Linked DNA regions of Ovis aries: all the other regions are linked to region 3. Evidence: chromatin contacts called from public Hi-C data. All regions are on one chromosome and are shown on one strand. The core of a region is the stretch at or near the end of the contact, and the rest is flanking DNA. Distances in the headings are between cores, read along the strand shown.

Region 1 (2,843 bases), core at 140-2,639, 750 kb before region 3:
ATCTCTTCCCAGGCCTTCCTCATAGCTCAGTCGGTAAAGAATCTGCCTGCAATGCAGGAGATCCAGGTTGGGAAGATCCCCTGGAGAAGGGAATGGCAACTCACTCCAGCATTCTTGCCTGGAGAATCCCATGGACAGAGGAGCCTGGCGGGCTACAGCCCGTGAAGTCGCAAAGAGTCACACACGACTGAGCGACTGAACTACTACAACTGCTAAGGGCTAATTCCAGGCCACCTCACTGGGCTGCGGGGAAATGCCTCCTGCACCGCCAATCTTTCTTTGCTTCAAGGCCCTGGGGACAGCCGCCACTTCCACGCCACCACGGAAACTTCTGCAGGACGCACAGGGCTCTGGCTCCTTGTCTGGCCTCATCACCCTCGGCCCCTCTCGCCAGAGGCTCCGACTGTGCAGACCTGTGCAAGTTTCCAACATACACACACCACATGGGATCCTGCCTGTGTGCCTTTGCACATAGTGCCAGTTATTCTGAGGATCACCGTGGATCTCGGATTTCCCGGGCGATCCTTACTCAAACGTCAGCTCTTGAAACCAAAGCCTCGTCCTGGCCCACAGCCGTTCCCCCGGTTCCCTTTCTGCACTCCTGCAAACAGGCCAAGGCCTTCTCTGTTGTTCTGCTTCCATGCTGCATCACAGCCGCGCTTTGTCTCTTGTCTCTGTCTTTGGACACACTGTGTTTGTTCTTGAGCCTCCAGGGATAAGCTCTTTGTATCCCGAAGTGTTAGTATTGTGTATTTGGTAGGCGATTCCTTTGTGCTTAGGGCTATCCAGGTGGCTCAGACGGTAAAGAGTCTGCCTGCAATGTGGGAGGACTGGGTTCCATCCCTGGGTCAGGAAGAGCCCCTGGAGAAGGAAATGGCAACTCACTCCAGTGTTCTTGCCTGGAGAGTCCCATGGACAGAGGAGCCTGGCGGGCTACAGTCCATGGGGTCGCAAAGAGTCAGACACGACTGACCAACTAACACGGTCAACTTCTTTTGTCCTTTCTGTGCTTTTTGAACGAAAGGAATAAATCCATGAATTAATCATCCACCTTGTAGTTAAAAGATATTGACGAGAAGAAATCGTAGATTGCTCTCAATTTAAAATTTTGACTACAAATACGAATTACAAAGCATGGGGTAGAATCTGCTAGATTTCTATATGAAATACACAAAGTATTCGTGACCTTCTCTGAGGAGGGGAGCCACTCAAGTGAGAACCAAGGGAAACAGTGTAAATACGTTCTGGTACAACAAGAACCTTCCTTTCTTCCTTCCGGAAACAGCATGTGCTCTTACGGACCAAAGCCGTATAAATCATACAGGGACACAATGTCCAGGTGATGTCCATTATTCTGGAGACCAGACAGGGCTGAAGTGACTTCACCACTGGGGTTTGTTGACAAGCCAAGCCATAAAACTGTGTGGTTTTCCTCCTCACAGGTATTTGCACCAGACCCTTAGAGAAGATAGATCAACAGCAGAGCGTTCCCTGAACAGGGAGAAATTTGCTGTTTTGAAACAAGCTCTGAATGTAATTGGCTTCAGTAACTTGGTGAGTCATGCGGTTAAATATTCCACTGAGGAAATCAACCCTCTGCTAGTTTGTAAAAGTTATTCATTCAAAAACATTCCTCTGCCTCGTGGAGCTTGCATGCTAGTGGGAGAGAGACGTGAGCAAACATTACGCCCAGGGCCGCAGGGTACCGAGAAGATGGGCTGCCGTCCTCAAGAAGGCGGTTGAGACCTTCTCCCACAGGGAGCACGTGAGCGAAACAGATAAGAACTTCGCACTGGCTGAGTCGAGAAACATGGCAGACGGAAGGAGCTGTCTGCTGCCAAGCACCACTTGGGAGAGTAATCTAATCATTCGATTAAACTATCTTCTTGAACACTATGCTTCTTTTTTTTTTTTTTTAATTCTTAAAGAATTATCAAATACCTCCAAAGCTGAAACATACTCTTTAAAGTGCCTAAGCCCTCTGCTACGCAATGGAAATTTCTGTGATCCCAGGAACGTTCCAGGTTTCACCTGCAGTATGGCAGTCACTGGCCACTTGGGGTTGCCAGGCATGGTGGAGGAGGCTGCTGTAGACTCAGGATGTGGATTTTTAACTTTTTTTAAACTTAAAAAAAAATTCTGATCAATTTAAACTGACATTGTCTTGCGTGGTTACTGTTCACTGAAGTGAATAGCACAGGTCCAGAGAACAAGAGATGTGAAGCGTGCTCAGCCGTTTCAGTCGGGTCCGACTCTGTGCGACCCCGTGGACCGTAGCCCCTCAGGCTCTCTTGTCCATGGGATTCTCCAGGCAAGAATCCTGGAGTGGGTGGCCATTTCCTCCTCCAGGGGATCTTTCCAACCCAGAGATCGAACCCGCGTCTCCTGCATTGGCAGGCGGATTCTTTACCACTGAGCCACCAAGACCTCAGAAATTCCTACAAATCTCCTTTTCCTATGCATCATCTCTGTGTCCCGGATGTTCAGTATGGAGCCACTTTAAATGGCAGCTAGTTCCTCATTAGCAATCAACATAAGACTGCATGGGTAACTGGTATGCCTGTAGGTCGTGAGCCAAGACTTAGTGACAGATTTAATTTTTTTTTTTACTCGATATACATCGATTTGGGTCCCTGTCTTTCCCCTTGGCTCATGGGGCAGCAAGGGGTGGAAGTGGTTGCCGGGCGACAGCAAGGGAGGGGTGGGAGGCAGGGGCTCCCCCTCAGTGGATAGCTCTGGGCCCTTGGCTCCACTCCAGCCTCACCGCATTCAGGGGCGGGAGTTCTAGGAACGGGCAGTCACACGGCACTTTGCTCTTTGCTGCTCTGTCTGTTCCATCCCTG
Region 2 (2,813 bases), core at 95-2,594, 600 kb before region 3:
ATGCTTGAATCCATAAGACCATTTATTTTTTAAACAATTATTTTCAAAGTTGGCTTTATGGAAAATTTCAAATACATACAAAAGTACAGCAGATTAATGAACTATCTCTGTGACCAATCTTAGCTCATCTCCAGCTTACTCCACCATCACTCAATTATGTGGAAATAGGTCCCAATGTCAAAGCAATTTACTGATAAATATTTGTATCAATTTCATCAGGGAGGTCCTTTAGAAAAAAAATATAAGCTTTATTCTTAAGTCACGTTAATAAGTACAGACCTGTCAATCCATTTGAACATCAGAGACTTGATTAACTAACATCATCTTGCTGCTCAAGACAGAAGCTGCCCCTAAGATGCTGGAGCATCATTTTTTCATGATGCAGCTGAAGTAATTCTCAGGAGTCAGCTTTCCACCAGAAATCACTGGTCTTCGAGAACTTCCACAGGGTCTGTGAGCACAGCGCCGCACCCCCTCACCACCACCATGTGGACAGCTGTGCAGATAACTTTTCTACAGTGACAGCCTCAAGGTGTGAATTTCTAAATGTCATGTCCAAACAGAGCTAAGCGTGAAAGATCAGTCTCTCAAGTATGTATTACAACTGCATCTTTTCAAAGCAATCGTTTCGATTTGTTTGGGGCTGGGCTGGGTCTCTGTGGCTGTGCGCGCTTTCTCTAGTTGGGGCCAGCGGGGACCACACTCTAGCTGTGGTGGTTTCTCCTGTTATGGAACACGGGCTTCAGTAGTTGCGGTGTGTGGGCTCGGTCACTGCAGCTTCCGGACTCTGGAGCACAGGCTCTGCAGTTGCGGCGTGGACTTAGTTACCCAAGGAGTGTGTGGGGATCTTCCCGCACCAGAGATCGACCCCCTGTCTCCTCCATCGGCAGGCGGATTCTTTACCACTGAGCCACCAGGGAAGCCCCCGTAGCCTCCTCAATCGGTACTGAGTGAGATTTTGAAGCTTCTCTGCCAAATTAAGCGCAATTATGCGTTGTTTGCTAACAAGAAGATGCTTTAAAATCACTGAAATATCACAGAAGTACAGGCGGAAACCTGTGACCTGTGCTCAAGGGCAGCGTTGGTAAACTGCCGTTCTCCGCTAGTGTTTGCGGCAGACGTCTCGACACTTGTCTCCTGTTTCGTCTCTGGCGCCTTCTGATGAGATGGCAGCTAAGACATCCGTCCTCCTGTGCAGGTCTCTGCATCCCATGATGGGAGGTAGGGCTCGGCATCCCCGAGGCGTCTTGCCTACATGCAGGCTTTTCTGGCTGTGTATGCTGTGCTGAGCTGTTAATCTCTCTCACTCTCCAGCTGCTTTGCTTTCTCTGCGTGGTGATTTATTTGTGGGGGGTGGTGGCCTGAGGCTTCATGAATGTTAGAAAGGGCGTGGACGGAGCAAGCACATACTTTACTGATGTGTAGTCCAGGGCACTCTGGACGCCCTCCCGTGAAAGGAAAGCATCCCTCTGCCTTATGGAACCATTTTAAATCAGCCCCAAGTTTCCCCCGTTTTTCCAAACGAAGTCCTTGGGGAAGGCAAGCCTAGCATCCCCAGCGAAGCAAGTCCTTCGCTCGTCGCTGGGTGGATAGATGGAGAGGATGAGCTGTAGAATGTGGCTGCCCTGGCCGGGTCAGTGAACCCGAGCTTTGACGCACGCGTGGGTCCCTGTGTGAGCAAAGGATGTTCTGAGCAGCTCCTGGCCCTGCCGCAGTACAGGCGTCTCTGTGTTTGGGCCTTGCAACTGGACGCTGCAGTGCTTCTCATTCCCCGGATGCCCAGTTGAAATAATCCTTAGTCTGTCTCTTCTTGCAAATGAGCTTTCAAATGGAATACACTGATCCATAGTCAGACATATCTACTTTAAGAGCACAGAGCTCTTTGCCTTCCGTGTTAATTGGACATTTTTTTTAAAGTGCCTAATATTTGTTGTGAATGCTGTGACATTTTTCTCCCTGTTTACAGCACCTCCTCTCTCTCAATGCCCAAGAACTCTTTCACTCAGGGAAATTGTGCAACCAGGGCCCTGTACCCAGGACTTGCATTAACTTGCAGAGCTAACTCCCTTGTAGTCATCCACCAGGCATTAGCTTGATGCAAGCCCAGGGCTTGCCCCCGGGAATCCAGAGAGGAGAGAGAGCTCTGGGTGCCCTGCTGTCTCCAGACAGGGCGGGCGGCAGATGGGTCCGCCCCATTTCAAAGTGAGGCTCTACCTGGGGGTCATAGACGCCCCCATGGGTCTGTGACTGAGCCCTGAGTGGCCTGTGAACTCCAGCGGTGTGCTTGGGCCTTCTTTGGGGAGAGGTTGACCAGACTTCATCACGGAGCGTTCATGAGCAGGGCATGGGGCGGGGGCACAGCTGGTGGCCCCAGAGCAGGAGCTTGTTGCTGCGGTTATGTCTTGGAGAGCCTCCCGCCAGGGCTGACCTGTGAGCAGGATGCGTGATGGGTGATGATGGGGGCAGGAGGTGGGGGGCTGGGAGTTCTCCAGGTGGGTGCAGAAGGAGGGGAGCAGGTGGGGCGGCCAGAGGAGGCCGTGTGCGGGCAGCCCTGTCTCCAAACACGAGTTCAGGGTACCTGGTCCTGTTAGCATGTGGCCACGAGCCTTGAAAGGCTTCCCTGGTGGCTCAGTGGGGAAGAATCTGCCTGCCCGTGCAAGAGACCCAGGTTCCACCCCTGGGTCAGGAAGGTTCCCCTGGAGAAGGGAATGGCTACCCACTCCAGGATTCTTGCCTGGAGAATCCTATGGAGAGAGGAGCCTGTTGGGCTGCAGTCCGTAGGGTCGCAAAGAGTCAGACACGACAAACGATGA
Region 3 (3,034 bases), core at 478-2,977:
CCGGCGTCTGCACAGCCATCGCCTCACGAGAAGTCTTAGGTGTTCACCGCGTGTGCGTGCTCCCTGAGCTCACCAGACCACCCTCCAGTGTCTCCATCTTGTCCAGAACTTGTGTCTGCCTCACCACACACTTGCAGGAGTGTGTCCACACTCTGAGACAAGCTAGAGGGATGGGATAGGGAAGGGAGGCGGGATGGAGGTTCAGGAGGAAGGGGACATGTGTATTCCGACAGGCAACTCATGTTGATGTGTGGCAAAAGCCATCACAATATGGTAAAGTAATTACACCCTAATTAAAAATAAAAATAAATGCATAAAAGAAAGTCCATTCCTAGGAAGGGAGTCACTGGATAAAAGACAACTTTATCTTTAACCCCTTTAGTATGAACACACAGTCACACCTCCAGGTTGCTATTAAAGTAAACCCAGGGTGCTCACACTTGACTGTGCGTCTTCCCCACGTGAAAGGCCCGTCACACATGGATATCCGCTCTCAGCTCTTCAGGGTTGCTGGGCTGGAAGGTCTGGGCTAGGGCCCTATGGTCTGTGTCTGTAACAAGGTCCCCAGGGCTGCTCTTGCTGCTGGTCTGGGGCCTGAACTCTGCGAACCACTGAATTAAGCCATCGATTTGCTTCCGAGAGAGTTGGTGTCCTCTCTTTTCTGAATGTGCCGGGACCATGACTTGCATCTCAGACTTCCCTACCCTGTCCCTGCCAAGGTGAGCGGGCAGACAGGCCCCTGGGGAAGAGCGGGCCAGCCCACCGCCCACTGCAGCCCACTGGGAGCTCTCGCATCTCAAGGCGCCCTGCCGCACCTGTCCCTGCTCAGAGGGTGCCCCCAGTGCCACACGGCTTCCCAGGCACGTGGCACACCTTCTGGGCATGTTCCCTCCCATCTTTTTCATGATGTCCAAGGTGGAAAACACCAACCACTGTCAGCAGCAGTCTTGACACTCAGTTTCTTTTAGGACAATCTCGCCCCACAATATGGCTGGGAAACCTCAGACGGTGCCCTCTCCCAGGGCTGGCCGAGCTTGCGGTCACGATGAGATTAGACTCCACAGCGTGCAGCTTGTCTGCACCTCTTAGATGCCACATGTTTAACTCCAGGACAGGGGCCGAGGTGCAGAGGGTGGATGCGAGTCCTGCGTGTGAGTCCTGGGGTCACACAGGGCCCACTTTACCCGGTGATGAGGCTCCATCCTCGGGACCGCAGGACGTCTCCAAGAGGCCGCCCTGACTCAGGACCGTCTCTATATCACAGGGCTCAGAGAGGCTGGGCTGGATTGCTGACCACACTTTGGGAGGATAAAACGCTGGGTGCCCTGAGGTAAGGGTCTGCCGTGGCACCTGGGTCTTGGGTCAGCCTCTGGAGACTGGCAGCTGGCCCCTGAGGAAGCCTGGCGGCCGCCCCCCACCACCCTCAGGGTCCTTCACCCCTCCTGGAGCAATGCCAGGCCTCCGAGGGTCTCTGAGAGATTGTAGCTGAGCTGGAACCCCCTCCAGACACCGGCATGTGTGGGGGAGGAGTTCCACATAGGAAAGTGTGGAGGTTGCAAGCACGTGGACCCCAGCAGCCAGTGTATTTACATGTGTGTGCGTGCACGGTGTGTGCGTGTGTGAGGGTGTGTGTGTGTGCGCGCGCGCGCGTGCATGTGTGAGCATGCGCTGGAAGGCAGGGGGCAGGGCAGGAGGCCTGAGCGTCCGGGCAGGCAGGGCCTGGCCGGGCCTCTGCAGAGCCGCCCTCCTGGGACAGGGCGTGTTTGCGAGGAGTGGGGGCTGCTTGACGCGGGCTGTGCTGCCCCCTCGTGCCCGTCTCGGAGAATAACGGCCTCCTGGGAGCATCTCGGTCGGACCCGGCGGATGGTCGGCTGGCTCCGGTCCTGGGTGTTCAGCCTCTGGACTTAGACAAGGAAGAACACATGGGGTAGGCAGGGGTCAGTGGCAGCCGAGAGCGCCCACCCTCTGAAGCCCCTCTGTAAGCGGGCCCCTGCTGGATCTGAGGGGCCAGGAGGGCCCTGTTGGGTCCAGCATCAGACGGCAAGGCCCACGTTCCAGGCTCCTTCCCCGTGGGCATCCCCGCTGACCTCCCTGGAGATCAGGCCCTTGCAGAGACAGCCCTTGTCATCAAGAATCGAGCAGCTCCCCTGAATGTCTGACACTTTCTTGTGTTGTTTGGTCTGAAGCTGCCATGTGACTTCCTCACGCCCCACAGATACACATGGAAACTACTGGAGCCTTTTATGGGAATAAGGAGACACACCAAGTGCCTTCCCCCAGGTCTGGGTGCCCTCGGGTCCCGGGCTCGGCCTGCCTGGGAGACAAGTTCCCCACCTCCGGAGTTACTAGTCCACTTTCTACTTTTCTTCAATTCCAAGAAGACTGCACTGCATCATCTTTAAATATAATGGATTCTGAAAGCATACTTTTCCCCACATCCTCAGAGCGTGCTTACGACGTCATTTAACGGCTCATTACTATTCTTCTCTGTTTAAAACAGTTTGTTCAGGTTGTTCTGTTTTTTTTTCCTTGTCTGCTATAGGACAGGTTTTAGGACGTCATTAATGGTTTTCAGGGTTATACCTCCAGATGCCGTGACCTGAACGCGTAGCAAGACTCGGTACTTTCCTGTCGGTCCAGGGGTTAAGACTCTGCGTGCTTCCAACACAGGGGCATGGGTTTGATCTCTGGTCAGGGAAGTCAGATTCCATATTTCTCAGGGCAGAAATAAATAAAGGAAAGATCATCATAGATCACTTTAATATATATGTCCTCACGCTCCATGGATATATATATATATATATATTTAGCTGTGCTATGCACATTTATGGGCTTCGCAGGTGGCTCAGTGCTAAAGAATCTGCCTCCCAATGCAGGGGACATAGGTTCAATCCCTGGGTCGGGAAGATCCCCTGGAGAAGGGAATGGCAACCCACTCCACTCACTATTCTTGCCTGGAGGATCCCACGGACAGAGAAGCCCGGCGGGCTGCAGCCCATGGGGTCACACATGCAATGAAGACCCCGCCTGCCAC

Evidence for each region. Hi-C and Micro-C count contacts between places; a contact is called where the count stands out from the background.
Region 1: a contact with region 3 is called in a Hi-C map of liver, with 4 times the contacts expected there. The contact joins two enhancer-like sites. A contact is called at or near these places in 7 of 16 Hi-C or Micro-C datasets (blood, hypothalamus, liver and 3 more).
Region 2: a Hi-C map of skin fibroblasts shows a contact between it and region 3, with 4 times the contacts expected there. The contact joins two enhancer-like sites. A contact is called at or near these places in 3 of 16 Hi-C or Micro-C datasets (muscle, skin fibroblasts and tail adipose tissue).

What each region holds. Positions count from the first base shown.
Region 1 is chr10:83,481,367-83,484,209 of ARS-UI_Ramb_v3.0, forward strand. MYO16 (myosin XVI) reads left to right here. Exons shown (of 35, transcript XM_042255055.2): 17 at 1,443-1,554. Among named protein-coding and RNA genes, the nearest start is that of TRNAY-GUA, 140 kb to the right of the region's middle. Within about 2 kb of position 1,390, at least 7 of the 54 cell types and tissues checked have an H3K27ac peak or open chromatin away from gene starts, as enhancers often do.
Region 2 is chr10:83,632,842-83,635,654 of ARS-UI_Ramb_v3.0, forward strand. The region is part of intron 32 of MYO16 (myosin XVI); the gene reads left to right. Among named protein-coding and RNA genes, the nearest start is that of TRNAY-GUA, 8.8 kb to the left of the region's middle. Within about 2 kb of position 1,345, at least 9 of the 54 cell types and tissues checked have an H3K27ac peak or open chromatin away from gene starts, as enhancers often do.
Region 3 is chr10:84,228,419-84,231,452 of ARS-UI_Ramb_v3.0, forward strand. No RefSeq gene overlaps it. Among named protein-coding and RNA genes, the nearest start is that of COL4A1, 140 kb to the right of the region's middle. Within about 2 kb of position 1,728, at least 16 of the 54 cell types and tissues checked have an H3K27ac peak or open chromatin away from gene starts, as enhancers often do.